Linked DNA regions of Pan troglodytes: region 1 is linked to region 2. A link is a contact called in public capture Hi-C data. All regions are on one chromosome and are shown on one strand. The core of a region is the stretch at or near the end of the contact, and the rest is flanking DNA. Distances in the headings are between cores, read along the strand shown. Region 1 overlaps TTLL5 (tubulin tyrosine ligase like 5). Region 2 overlaps TTLL5 (tubulin tyrosine ligase like 5).

Region 1 (6,145 bases), core at 2,321-4,820, 200 kb after region 2:
GTCAGGTTAGAGAATTTGAGTTGTGTTTGCATTACATGTTTTATAACACTGAGAAAAACGTCAGTTGTCCTTATCAGAGTGGAGGGAGCTGTGCTGAAGGATATTAGGAGCAAAGCCTGTGTATGACCCCTGTATGCTGCCCAGGGCAAGTGTCATATTTAAATACCTACATTGTTCTTTGTTTTCTTAGATTCTGTATTTGTCTGTTCATCAGAGGGCTAATTATATTAACTACATTTTCTTATTTTCTGTATATATATATATATATTTTTTTAGACAGGGTCTTGCTCTGTTGCACAAGCTGGAGTGCAGTGGTGTGATCATGGCTCACTGCAGCCTCCGCCTCTTGGGATCAAGCGATCCTCCCACCTCAGCCTCCTGAGTAGCTGGGACTACAGGCATGTGCCACAATGCACAGCTAATTTTTCATATTTTTAGTAGAGATGGGGTTTTGCCATATTGCCCAGGCTGGTCTCGAACCCCTGAGCTCAAGCAATCCACCTGCCTTGGCCTCCCAAAGTGCTGGTATTACAGGCGTGAACCACCACACCTGGCCATTTTCTGTATTCTTAGTGCCCTGGCATTTGGGATCCTTGCAGGCCCAGGGGAGAGAGTGCCTTTCACAGGGCTAGTTAATTCCTAAACGTAGTAACAACTTGTCCATGAGCACATCTTTTATATGCAAACCAACCAGTCCTGAGTATCTACACCCAACCTCCTTATCAAACTTTCACACACCAACCCAAAATTTCCCCTGCCCTAAAATCATCTCAGGGCCAGGTACCAGGCAACTAGATACCATCCCTGTGCCCCGAAGCCCCCTGGAATTATCAAAACTAGCCAATCCAGCCAATCCAAAGCTGTTTAATTGCCCTGCCTTGCCTTTCCTATGGAAGCCCCAGCAAAGGTTCTGACCTATGCTTTTCCCCCCACTGCTGTCTTCTGCCTCCAGACTGACACTGGTGCATTCACTGTGACCCTGCTTAGTGTGCAGTGACCCCCTCTCTGGGAGCTGTCAGAATAAACGATACCTTCCTTCCGAGCCTTGTTTTTGTTTTCCTCCTGTGGCCACACCAACTTTGCCATACTGTATCCAACATGTACATTCTTAGAACAAACATTAAGAGGATAAATATCTTTAACTTGCAATACAAGGAACCAGGAAGAACCATGAATTAGGTTTACATCACCCAGTTCTAAGCAACTGGGCATAGCACTTCATCCGTAGCCTGTGTTACACAAGTGATGTTTTAACAGTATGTGTTTTGCTGGCATTGACCTGGCTGTAGCCACACAAGAAGGGTGTGGATCCCTCTACATGGCAAAATCACCTGGCTGTCAGCCATTGAAGTGCATGCGTTCCTGTCCTGAGGCCTCTTGCATTTCATTTAGTAACTGTTTCTACATTCAGAAACAAAACCCAAGTATAGCTGAACAACCTGGTTGGAAGTGAGGAAGAAGACAGCCTGGCTTTTAGTTTGGGGGAGAGAATAGGGGTACTTCTAAGAATCTATCCAAAATGGGTTCATTGGCCTTGAAGAAAACCAGAGAACTCCATTTCTCAAATGGATTAAGAAATAGGCTATGGAGAAGATAATATCTGAAAATTGATATTTTTTTCTTGCTGAACTGGCAAAATCCCAAGAGAGGAGTGATGATTCTTCAGTTATTAACAATTACTACTTTGTTATAAAGAGACACGGGAAGTACAGTGGCCCCTTTCTCAAATTACACTTACATTACAGAAGCACACACACCTCTTGGAAAAAAATGCCTGGCAGCCTGGATTGTTAGAATTGTGCCTACTCCTACATCTTGCTGCAGAGTTGTGTGGTCCTGTGTAATATCCATGCACTTTGGGCAGAAGACGATCTAGTCTATTCTTGCAGTCCTGAACTGGACAAGTAACCAGCATAAGGCTGCCCTTCTTTCTGTCTTTATATATATCACTCCAGGTTATCGATCTGTTCACTGTGGTTATCCATCCTGTGAACCCACACATCTTATAGCCACATACCTTTGCTTTATTGTCCTCATATCCTCAGGGCATAGTTGCTCCTGAAAGTTCTAAAGAAAGAAAATGACATGCTAAGCCACGCCTGTCTTTGGAAAAAGCAAGTTTTCCACATGGAAATATTTACACCTCTGCTTACCTGATCTGTAGAGTTTGAACCAGGTCCCAAAAAGTGTAGGTAGATAATAGCAGGGCTTGGAGAATGATGACTTGAAGTGTATTGCTCTGTTGGCATGATTTGTATTGATTTTTATCCTTTATTCTTTCAAATTGTGATTATAAAGGAAAAGACTCAGATTCTCTTAAGTCCTCAAAATGAAGAGCATTACTAAAACTAAAACAGTAGTCTCTTAAACTTCTTTGTTCTCGTCTTTTGAACATGCAGGTATTTCCAGTTTGTACCAGAGGTGTCAAGGGGCTCCCTTCTCTTAAAACTTGAATGCAGGTTTTTTTTGTTGTTGGGGGGGTGGGTGGTTGGTTGCTTTTGTTTTTGTTTTTTTGAGTCAGAGTCTTGCTCTGTCACCCAGCCAGACTGGAGTGAAGCGGCATGATCTCAGCCACTGCAACTTCCGCCTCCCAGGTTCAAACAACTCTCGAGCCTTCGCCTCCCGAGTAGCTGGGATTACCGGCATGCGCCACCATGCATGGCTAATTTTTTTTTTTAATTTTTAGTAGAGACAGTGTTTCACCATATTGGCCCGGCTGGCCTCGAACTCCTGACCTCAAGCGATTTGCCCACCTTGGCCTCCCAAAGTGCTAGGATTACAGGCATGAGCCACCGCGCCCGGTCTGATTATGCAGTTAGTTGATACCAGAGAGGAGTAGCTTGAATGTGTGGACTTGCCTTCGCTATAATAAAACATAGCCTCTATCCCCATTATAAAATGGGGAAAGAAGTTAGAAAACCAACCTGATTTTAAGATGATGAGGTGAAGAAAAAATCAGCTGCTTAGAAGTTGCTATATGTATCATTTAGTTGTTTGGTGTTGGTTAGAAGAATCACTCTTTTTTTAATATCTAATGAACTGAAAAGTGAGAGTGAGGTATTTTCCTTCCCCTTTTATTTATTTGTAATTTGATTCCCAGGGAAATTAAGACTTGTGACAAGCCCAAATGAAGATATTTTGGAATTTGACAAGAGAGTTTTTTAACTTATGCCTGAGCTTCAAATTATATTAGGCAATGAATTATTGATAGTTTTTAATCAGATACTGGAATATGGAATTTTCAAAATCACAACTCAGAAAAATGACCGCTCACAGGCCTTCTGTTTTATATTTATTCATCCTTTTTAGTATTCTCCAAAATTAATCATCATCGTACATGTGTACATTTATTCTTATTATTACCACAAGAGCCTTCTGATGATCGAGAGGAGAGAGACCCTCAGTTCACCTCTGGAAGGGAAGTTGTTGTACATGAGCACAGGAAGGAATCAGTCTCAAGAGCCAGACCTCCTGAAAACCTGCAGCCTTGCTGAGAGAATCAGCAGCTTTACTGGCTGAACAGCAGCTCGGGTTAGCCCATCCCCGTGGCCAGGTCATTTGCTGGCTCCTCCGCAGCCAGCTTCCATTGTTGTCTAGGCTGACAGCTCCGCCCTACTCATGACGTGACTCTCTCTATGGGATTGTTTCTCTCCTTTTTTTTTTACATTCAGTTTTCAGAAGACAGAATCGGAATACTTCCCATTCATTTCTCCAGCAAAGTGCCCCTGGTGGGCAGAGCTCTCTCTCCCAGGCCTTAACTGCCCTAAATAAAGAGGGTGGCAGCTGCCTTCCAGACAGATGCTAGCCTGGTACTAGGGTAGTATGATTGTGTGATACAAAGCCGCCAATGTATGCATGTCTGACCATTTTTTCAGATGGGATCGTAGCTAGGCAGGTACAGCATAGCCTTTTCATGTCCAGCATAGGGTCTTAAAATATAAAACCACATGCAATAAAATAACAAGGTATAAAGGGAAAGTCAGGGCCAAAAAACAAGATAATTCCAATTTTTCAAATATCAGCCTAAATAAACTCATTGTTGTTGAGGTGAAATTTGGTTCTAAGATTCCTAATAGGCAGGGCAAACAGGGAAACATGATAAACTGGAGTATATAGTTCTCACAATCAAAAAGGAAGAAATACTCCAGGGAAAGTCAAGATATTTCCTAGTATTGGTTCTAAAGGAAGTATTTTACATACTTTATATAGAAGACACCTAATAAAGTAGTAGTCAACTGCTAATGAACTATTAAAAAATAGTCAATAGTAGCTTCTCAGTCAACAGGCCAATAGAGTGCTGTGTTTCATATGCCTACTCCTTGGCATGAACTGTGCAAAGATAAAATATTATAGTACACGTCAATGAAGACAGTTTTGTGAGGGGACAAAAGGAATATAGTCTAAGTTTCTTTGTGGTCTTCGTAATCCAAGGGTAAGATAATGGTTATTTAGAGGATTGGGTGAATTGCATGTGTCTTAGGCAATCCTAAATATAACTTCTCTCAATTGATTGCTTGATAAGAACTAGCTGTGCTCTTAGGCAAGGATCCAGATACCTGGTCTTTTATCTTACTGTTTGAAGATGCATCTATTAATATATGCTTGGGAAAGCAGATGGCAGAGGTAATATCTTCTGAAAGCTTTGGCAGCTAAGCAGTATTCTCGCTCTATCATGTGGCATGTTGATTGTCTGCTCCCTGACTCCCATACACAGTTTCCTCTGCCTAGGCACCATCTCCCCACTTTTGCTCCCTCCCTCCCCAATATGCCTATTCCTGTTTGTCCTCAACCACTTTTCTCCTGTCCAGCCCTACCCTATGTTAATCTGATTTAGATGCTTTTGACTCTGCTCTTTAGAACTCTGTGATTACCTCTATCATGGCTTTTACAACACTCTAGGATCTTTATGGTTACTTAACTCCTCCCTCTACTAAGCTTGAAATTTCCTGGAATGTGAGGATCAGGTCCAAGTGGACTCTAAAACTCTAGGGTCTAGCATAGTGCCCAACCTGTAGTAGGGGCTTAAGAAATCCCAATTCAGAAAAGAAAACAAAAAATAATAAGGTGACAAATAAATAACCAAAAATAAAAAAGAAATTCTGATTGAATAGATGAATGAGTACATTTTCATATTTCTGCCTTTTTTTATTCTTCTACTGACATTTGGAATACCTGCCTACATATGCAAATTCTTCCTATTCTTAGGCCAATCTCAGTGGCTCACACCCGTAATCCCAGTACTTTGGGAGGCCGAGGTGGGCAGATCACTGGAGGCCAGGAGTTCAAGACCAGCATGGCCAACATAACGAAACCCTGTCTCTATTAAAAATACAAAAATTAGCTGGGCGTGGTGGTACACGTCTTTAGCACCAGCTACTCGGGTGGCTGAGGCAGAAGAATTGCTTCAGTCCAGGGAGGCAGAGGTTGCAGTGAGCCAAGATTGTACCACTGCGCTCCAGCCTGGGCGACAGAGGAAGACTGTTTAAAAGGAAAAAAAAAATATATATATATATATAAAATATATATATATATATAATCCCCTAAGGGCCCAGTTAAGTTTTTTGTTTTGTTTTGTTTTTGTTTTTATTTGTGTTTTGAGATGAGTCTCGCTCTGTCACTCATTTATCTTGTCGTTTAAAAAATTCCTAGAGACCTACAATTTATATCACAAAGGTTAACACTTCTTCAGATTTTGTCATCTTTTATCACTGCTTACTTTTTGGGTGAATTGTCTCTTCAATAAGACCATAAACTTTTTGAGGGCAGAATTATATCTGTATGTTTCTTCAATCCCTAGTAATACCCAAAATGTTTCATTACTTTGTATTGTAGACCCTAAAGAAAAGAACACATACATACATAAAACTTTTCTGGAAAATAGTCCATTTCCTCTGTTCTCCTGGATTTAAGTCAAATGCCTAACCTCAGAAGATAAAATCTTCTAATGAAGATTTCATAAAAAATGCATTTTATTATTAAACAGTCTTCAAAATCGGAATAACCTTCCTTATAAATTACCTGGTATTTCTATCCCATTTCTTGCAACATTGTAAAACTACTTCCTGTAAAATAATGAATGATTGATCACTTTTTTTTTTTTTTTGAGACGGAGTCTTGCTCTGTCGCCCAGGCTGGAATGCAGTGG
Region 2 (6,509 bases), core at 1,811-4,310:
TCTCATATTTGGAAGGTATTAATTGAGGGTTTTTTTTTTTTCCTTAACATGCAAGTTACTTTACAGTGGTTGTACATACATTGTTATCTTTTTGTTAAGGTGCTTTTTTTTGTTTGTTTTTGAGATGGCGTGATCTCGGCTCACTGCAAGCTCTGCCTCCAGGTTCACGCCATTCTCCTGCCTCAGCCTCCTGAGTAGCTGGGACAACAGGTGCCCCCCACCATGCCTGGCTAATGTTTTGTATTTTTAGTAGAGACGAGGTTTCACCGTGTTAGCCAGGATGGTCTCAATCTCCTGACCTCGTGATCCGCCTGCCTCAGCCTCCCAAAGTGGTGGGATTACAGCTGTGAGCCACCACACCTGGCCTGTTGAGGTGCTTTCTAAGTTTTAAGGTAATGTGACTTACAAGATTAAGTTCAAGTTGTTATATTTTGAAGTTTTGTTTCCTCCAGCCACAGAATTTTACAGGTAATTGTTTTCATAAACTCTTTAAATTGTTTAAAATAAGTATGTAACTACTATGCTGTGTTCTTCCCCCCAACAAAACTAAATTTTTGTATTAGCCAACTAGTTTGCCCTGAAGTTCTTTTTATGCGTAGTGCCTTTGATATAGAGCAGGGGTGTCCAATCTTTTGGCTTCCCTGGGCCACATTGGAAGAAGAATTGTCTTGGGCCATACATAAAATACACTAACAATAGCTGATGAGCTTAAAAAAAATTGCAAAAAACTCATAATATTTTAAGAAACTTTATAAATTTGTGTTGGGCCACATTCAAAGCTGTCCTGGGCTGTATGCAGCCTGTGGGCCTCAGGTTGGACAAGCTTGTTATAAAGCATAGCAGTTTAGGAGGTGATTTGCATCTGTGAGTGGTCACGACAAGCTAAAAAAGCCTGGTCTGTGTATGTTTCTGTATTTTAGAAAATGCAATTGGAAGATGGGAAATACCATGGATAAAAGAAGGCTACCTATTTATGTACAGGTGCTTTGACAAATATTATTGTACTCTGACAACTATTATTTTAGAATGGTCTTTTAATGATTTTAGAGACTTAGTTTTTTTCAAATGTATCCTATGACTTGAAATCAGTGAGAGCAGACTAACCAAACCTTCTCGCTGGTGGAGCTCTGTGTTCCGTTCGCCTCTAGGTGGCAGTGACAGCATTTATAAGTCCTGTCATATTCTTAAGTGAGATTTTGAGTTTGAGCCCTGGGAACATTGGAGACTACCAAAACTCCCTAGTTCTGGCCTCTTCCTTGAAAATTGAGAAAGGGAAGAACTGAAACATCTCGCAGTTATTAGATAAAGGGCTGGACCAGGCATCTGAACATGAGCTGACTACTAGCTCTAATCAGGTTTTTATAGGAAAGAAATTGTCGATAATATTTGTAGACACACGTGCTCTCACGTTTTGAAGTATCACTTACAAAATTAGGTATAAAAGCCTATTCCTGGCCAGGCGTGGTGGCTCACACCTGTAATCCTAGCACTTTGGGAGGCTGAGATGGGAGGATTGCCTGAGGCCAGGAGTTCAAGACCAGTTTGGGCAACATTGTGAGACCCCATCTCATTAAAAAAAAAAAAAAAAAAAAAAAAAAAGAGCAAGAAAAAGCCTATTCCCTATATTATTTAGAACAAAATGATGGTAAAATACAGTCCTGACTTCTCAGATATGCAAGGTGCTGAGGATTTTCAGCTTTATAATTTGAGACTTCTGAGCTTTCTCTCTTTTGTGTTATGAGTTTCATCATTCTCCTTCCTCTGCTCATCCTCACCTTAACTTCTCTCCTGTGTCAAGTTTTAGAAACTGATTATGTCCTGCCAAAAATTGGACTTTGGGAATAGAGAAAAGAGATGGAGGTTGTGCTTCACTGTTTCTCAAGGACATCATACCAATATGTTTTGCTTAATATTCCAAAGATATTTTCACCTACAATATTAACAGCCCTCTCTATGGGTAAAATTTGGCATAATTTTAAGACCTTTCTGGTTCAGAGCACAACATGAGAACAACAGTACCAATGTTTATTATAGAATTTACTACAAATATGCAAGTGCTTTGGCTACTGGTTGTGTGTTGGAAGTCAGAATCTACTGAATTAAGTATAACCCTTTTGCTTCCAGCAGAAACAAAAAAATTTATACACACACACACACACACACACACACACACACACGCAATGGATGTTTTTTCTCAGAATAATTAGAAAAACAGCTTTTAAAAAACTCAGACCAAGTAGAACCAGAAAGCCACATGAATTTTCAGGGCTTTGGTTAGGTTTACCTGAAAGTGTAGGTGAATATAAAAGCTTTATCAAAGCTTTACAAAAGCATAACGCATGGCAATATGATGCGCTGTTTGCGGGAGTCCTGCGAGGGCACATTGTTCCGTGCAGTAATTTCAATGTGCCTAAGTTCTTGTGTCTTCACTAATTATGTATCTTGACATTCACTTGCTTTGTTGTAACCCTCAGAGTCTGTTCAACTATGTCGATAGTCTGTAGCATCTCCAGATCTGCAGCTTTTAGTTATCTTGGGCCACATGTAATTTATGTAGACATAACTGAAGATCATCAGTTTGGGATGAGATTATTGGGTTACGTTGAGGCTCAACAAGAAAAACCATAATCTTTCCTAAAGAGACGGAACAGGAGGCAAATACAATTCATTTCCTTCTTTAGAAATGAATTCCCTTACACCCTATCACTTCTGTTTTGGACCTCAAATTAATACTAGGCGACAGAAAGATTGAATTCATTTCACAAGACAGTTTTGTGATATAAGTTATTTTGTGTAAAATTTTTTAACACAAAATTAAATTCGTGAAAACCCTAGTTTCTGTATAGATGAGTGTTTTCAGTTGTCCTTATTGTTTTATTAACATAAGAAGTGGGAGAGCTCTCACTGTTTTCTCATGTGTGGGTATAGTATTGAAGAAGTGTTGCAATTGTCCCCCTGGTATTTGGGTGCAGCTTTTTGTGATTCCCACAGTAGCCCTCAGAGGTCCCCTGTGCTTTTGAATTTTTCTTGCATGTTGCTGTTTTGCACCACCAGGGGACACTCAGTTTCCACAGAGGGGTGCTATGCTCTACCAAAATGGTGCAGATTCTTTTTCCTGTCAGGGGTGGACTCCAAAAAGATTTTGTCCTGGATTTTACAGCTTTAGGTGGATCCAGTATTGGGTTTAGATGAGTTGACAGAGCCCTTTCTGAGATGAAGCTAATAGCCAGATTTTCACTGAAACAGGAAAAATAAAAAGTTCAAAAAAAAAAAAACAAAATGGAGTTAAAAACTAAATATGTTGCCAGAGACCCAAAGATAGGCAGCTCTAGCAACTTGGGGGGCATGCAAGTACCCATCCAGGGAGCTGAGTTCCACCCATGCGGCGGAGGTGGGAAGAGAGGATTCTGGGAAGGTCCCGGTTGGAACGGCCTTTTTTCTGCCTCAGCCATATTATTCAGTGGAAATTCAGAAAAGACCCCAAAACATTTGTGGTGCCTTTCGCTTTCTCCCCACCCCCAGTTCCTTCTTCAGTAGCCTTCCTTGCTAATTAACACTGGCTCCGCAGGGATATTTACCTTTTCTCTGCTGGATTCCTGTGGTTTTGAAAGAATTCAGGTACTTGCTGGTTGCCAAGGAATTCAGATTACCTCACAGGCTGCACACTGTCCAGAATCTGCCACAGCAGCAAGTAGGGGGAAGAGACACCAACAAGGGGGAGAAAACCCTTTCCAGTGCTCATTGTCACCCTCCCTGGCAGGCCCTTGCTGTTTGTGAAGTTTGAGTCATTTCTGGCTCTAAAGACAAGGGATCAGGCTGGTAATCCCCTCCCAGACGGCTCTGTAGGGCGCTGCCTAGTCACTGCAGCGCTTTGGCAGTCTCCCGGCTGCAGCTGGTTGACAGCAGATCAGAGAGCTCTTGGGCCTCTTGTTCTCTTCCATAAGATTTTTCTGGGTCAGGCCAGGATGAAACCCAGTGGCTCCTGGCAAGGCTGCCTGAGGTGCTGTCTCTTCATTGTCCAGGCCTCTCTGACTCAAAATGCCTACACCTGTTGAAGGATAACTCATGTGCCACAGCGAGGTCGAGGCTGGCCTTCTCTTTTCTTGGTACATTTGTAGTGAATGTTTGTCAGAAAATATAACTACCAAAGAGGATGTTAAGCTTCTACATCTAGAATGCCTGTGACTCTGACCATAAGAAGATATTGGTATCAAAAAAAAGTTTTTAAGAAAACAGCAGGACAAAAAAAAAAAAAAAAGAACATGTGGGGTCATATTCTTAGTAGAACAAACTGGTTTTTGAACAGGGGAAGAGAGTTTAAAAGATCCCACTAACTCTCTGCTTTCCTTCTTGTTTTGGTTCCATATTGGTAAAGATCTTGGAGCAAGCAACTCCAGTGCAGTTTCAGTTAATGTTTGCCAAGTCCCTACCATATGCCAAACATTGAAATCTTTTCTCCACACAGACATTCAGACTTTTAGACAAATTATCTTGATTCTCTTGATCAAATTATCTTGATCACTATCTTGATTCTCAGTGAGAAACATTAGAAAGTGAAAAGGAAATGTAACTTGTGATTTAAAAATTTATTGTCAAAATAAAGATATTGTCCAAAACAATTCATATTTGTTTTCAGTGTGGTTAAAAAGGGGGGAGGGGGTGGCAAATAGTTCTATATTCATCAATAGGCTGCAAAATAGTACCTAGGGTTTCAAATTTAGCAAAGAAAGTAGGAACTCTCCCACCTTTTGTTAGCTTAAAGGTCAAGGCCTTAAAGGTCTGTCATGAGAACTTTCCTAAATCTTGATCTCATTAAGAGGGAGATACAAGACTCCATCGTGTAAATTTTGGTCTACATTAGGATAAGTGTGGTCATGTAGTCATGTGCTTTATAACAATGGGCAAGGAAGGACCACATATACTATGGTATCCCATAAGATTGTAATGGAGCTGAAAAATTTCTGTCGCCTAGTGACATTGTAACATCATAACACAATGTATTACTTTTTCTATGTTTAGATACACAAATACTTACCGTTGTGTTCCAGTTGCCTACAGTATTCAGTATAGTACAATGCTGTACAGGTTTGTAGCCTACAAGCAAGAGGCTGTATTATCTATCCTAGGTGTGTAGTAGGCTATACCATCCAGGTTTGTGTAAATACGCTCTATGATGTTCACACAACGATGAAATTGGCCTATCAATGCATTTCTCAGAGCATATCCCCATTGTTAAGTGACGAATGGTTGTATGTGCAAACTTGGTCCTGGGGTACCTAGTAAATAGTGCTCTTTTAGGTTTTTGTTAATAGAGAAATTGTGTTGAAACTTCAGACCTAGAGAAGATGAAATTTGATAATATGTGATGGTCTAAATCAAAGGTCACTAACATAAATGCTCACAAGTACATTCACTGAAGGAAGAGTGGAGACTGGAGAATGGAGAGTACATGTCTCATCTAAAGGCATTTACTATTTAGTGCCAGCAGCTGATACTGGTATTGCCAGATCTGGTTTGTTAAGTGAGGCTTGAACATGTAGATTTTTACTGTGAAACAAAGCACTTTTTTACACTTTTAATTTTGAAACCGTTTTGAACTTATAGAGTTGTCAGAGCTGTAAGAATTATATGAAAAATTACCTTTTACCCTATGTCTAGAGATCTCATTCCAATTCTGCCAATTGTCCTAAGATTTTTTTTTTTTTTAATTACAAAAGGATCCAATCAAGGATCACATGTTGTATTTAGCCGTCGGGTCTCTGTAGTCTCCTTCAGTCTGAAACAGTTCCTTAGTCTTTCTTTGACTTTCATGATCTCAGCATTTTTGAAGATTACAGGCCAGTCATTTTGTGGATTGTCCTTCAGTTTGGGCTTGTCTGATATTTTCTCATGACGAGACCTAGGTAACGCATTTGGGGCCAGAATACCGCAAAAGTGATACTAATTCTTGTCATTGCATTATATGTGATGGCACATGCTAGTCATTTAGTGGTGTTTGACCACTTGCTTTAGGTGACTATCTGCTAGATTCTTCCACTGTAAAATTATTTGGTCTTACCCTTTGTAATTAGTAAGTATTTTATAAGGAGATACTTTAAATCATGTAAAATTTCATTCTTCATCTCATTTCTCATTTTTAAGAAAAATCTATTGATTTTTCTTGCCTTAATGAATTATTGCTGTAATAGTTGCCAAATGATGATTTTCTAATTCCATCATAACTTTTATTTCTTGGCATTTTTCTGTGAGGAAGAGCTTTATCTTCTCGTTTATTTATTCATCTATTTATATATACCAATGCAGACTCAAGCGTTCCTGTTTTATTTAATGGGTTATAATTCTTTACTATCATGATTTATTTTGATGCTCAAATTGTCCCAGATTTGGCCAGTGGGAGACCTCTCAAGCTGGCTTTGTGTCCTTTTGACATGTCTTTATCATTCTTTGAGCACAAGATGTTTCAGGCTCATCTTGTTCTTTCTCTATTCTATCCCTGGAATCAACCATTT

What was found. Capture Hi-C pulls out chosen DNA fragments and counts their contacts.
Region 1: a contact with region 2 is called in a capture Hi-C map of stem cell-derived neural stem cells, with 4 times the contacts expected there. The contact joins two enhancer-like sites. A contact is called at or near these places in 1 of 7 Hi-C or Micro-C datasets (stem cell-derived neural progenitor cells) and 1 of 1 other capture datasets (stem cell-derived neural stem cells).

The regions. Positions count from the first base shown.
Region 1 is chr15:73,862,226-73,868,370 of NHGRI_mPanTro3-v2.0_pri, forward strand. All of the region lies in intron 33 of TTLL5 (tubulin tyrosine ligase like 5), which reads left to right. Among named protein-coding and RNA genes, the nearest start is that of TGFB3, 75 kb to the right of the region's middle. Within about 2 kb of position 3,571, at least 7 of the 24 cell types and tissues checked have an H3K27ac peak or open chromatin away from gene starts, as enhancers often do. A contact at or near this core is called in stem cell-derived neural stem cells, where this site is marked.
Region 2 is chr15:73,662,066-73,668,574 of NHGRI_mPanTro3-v2.0_pri, forward strand. All of the region lies in intron 9 of TTLL5 (tubulin tyrosine ligase like 5), which reads left to right. Among named protein-coding and RNA genes, the nearest start is that of TTLL5, 50 kb to the left of the region's middle. Within about 2 kb of position 3,061, at least 15 of the 24 cell types and tissues checked have an H3K27ac peak or open chromatin away from gene starts, as enhancers often do. A contact at or near this core is called in stem cell-derived neural stem cells, where this site is marked.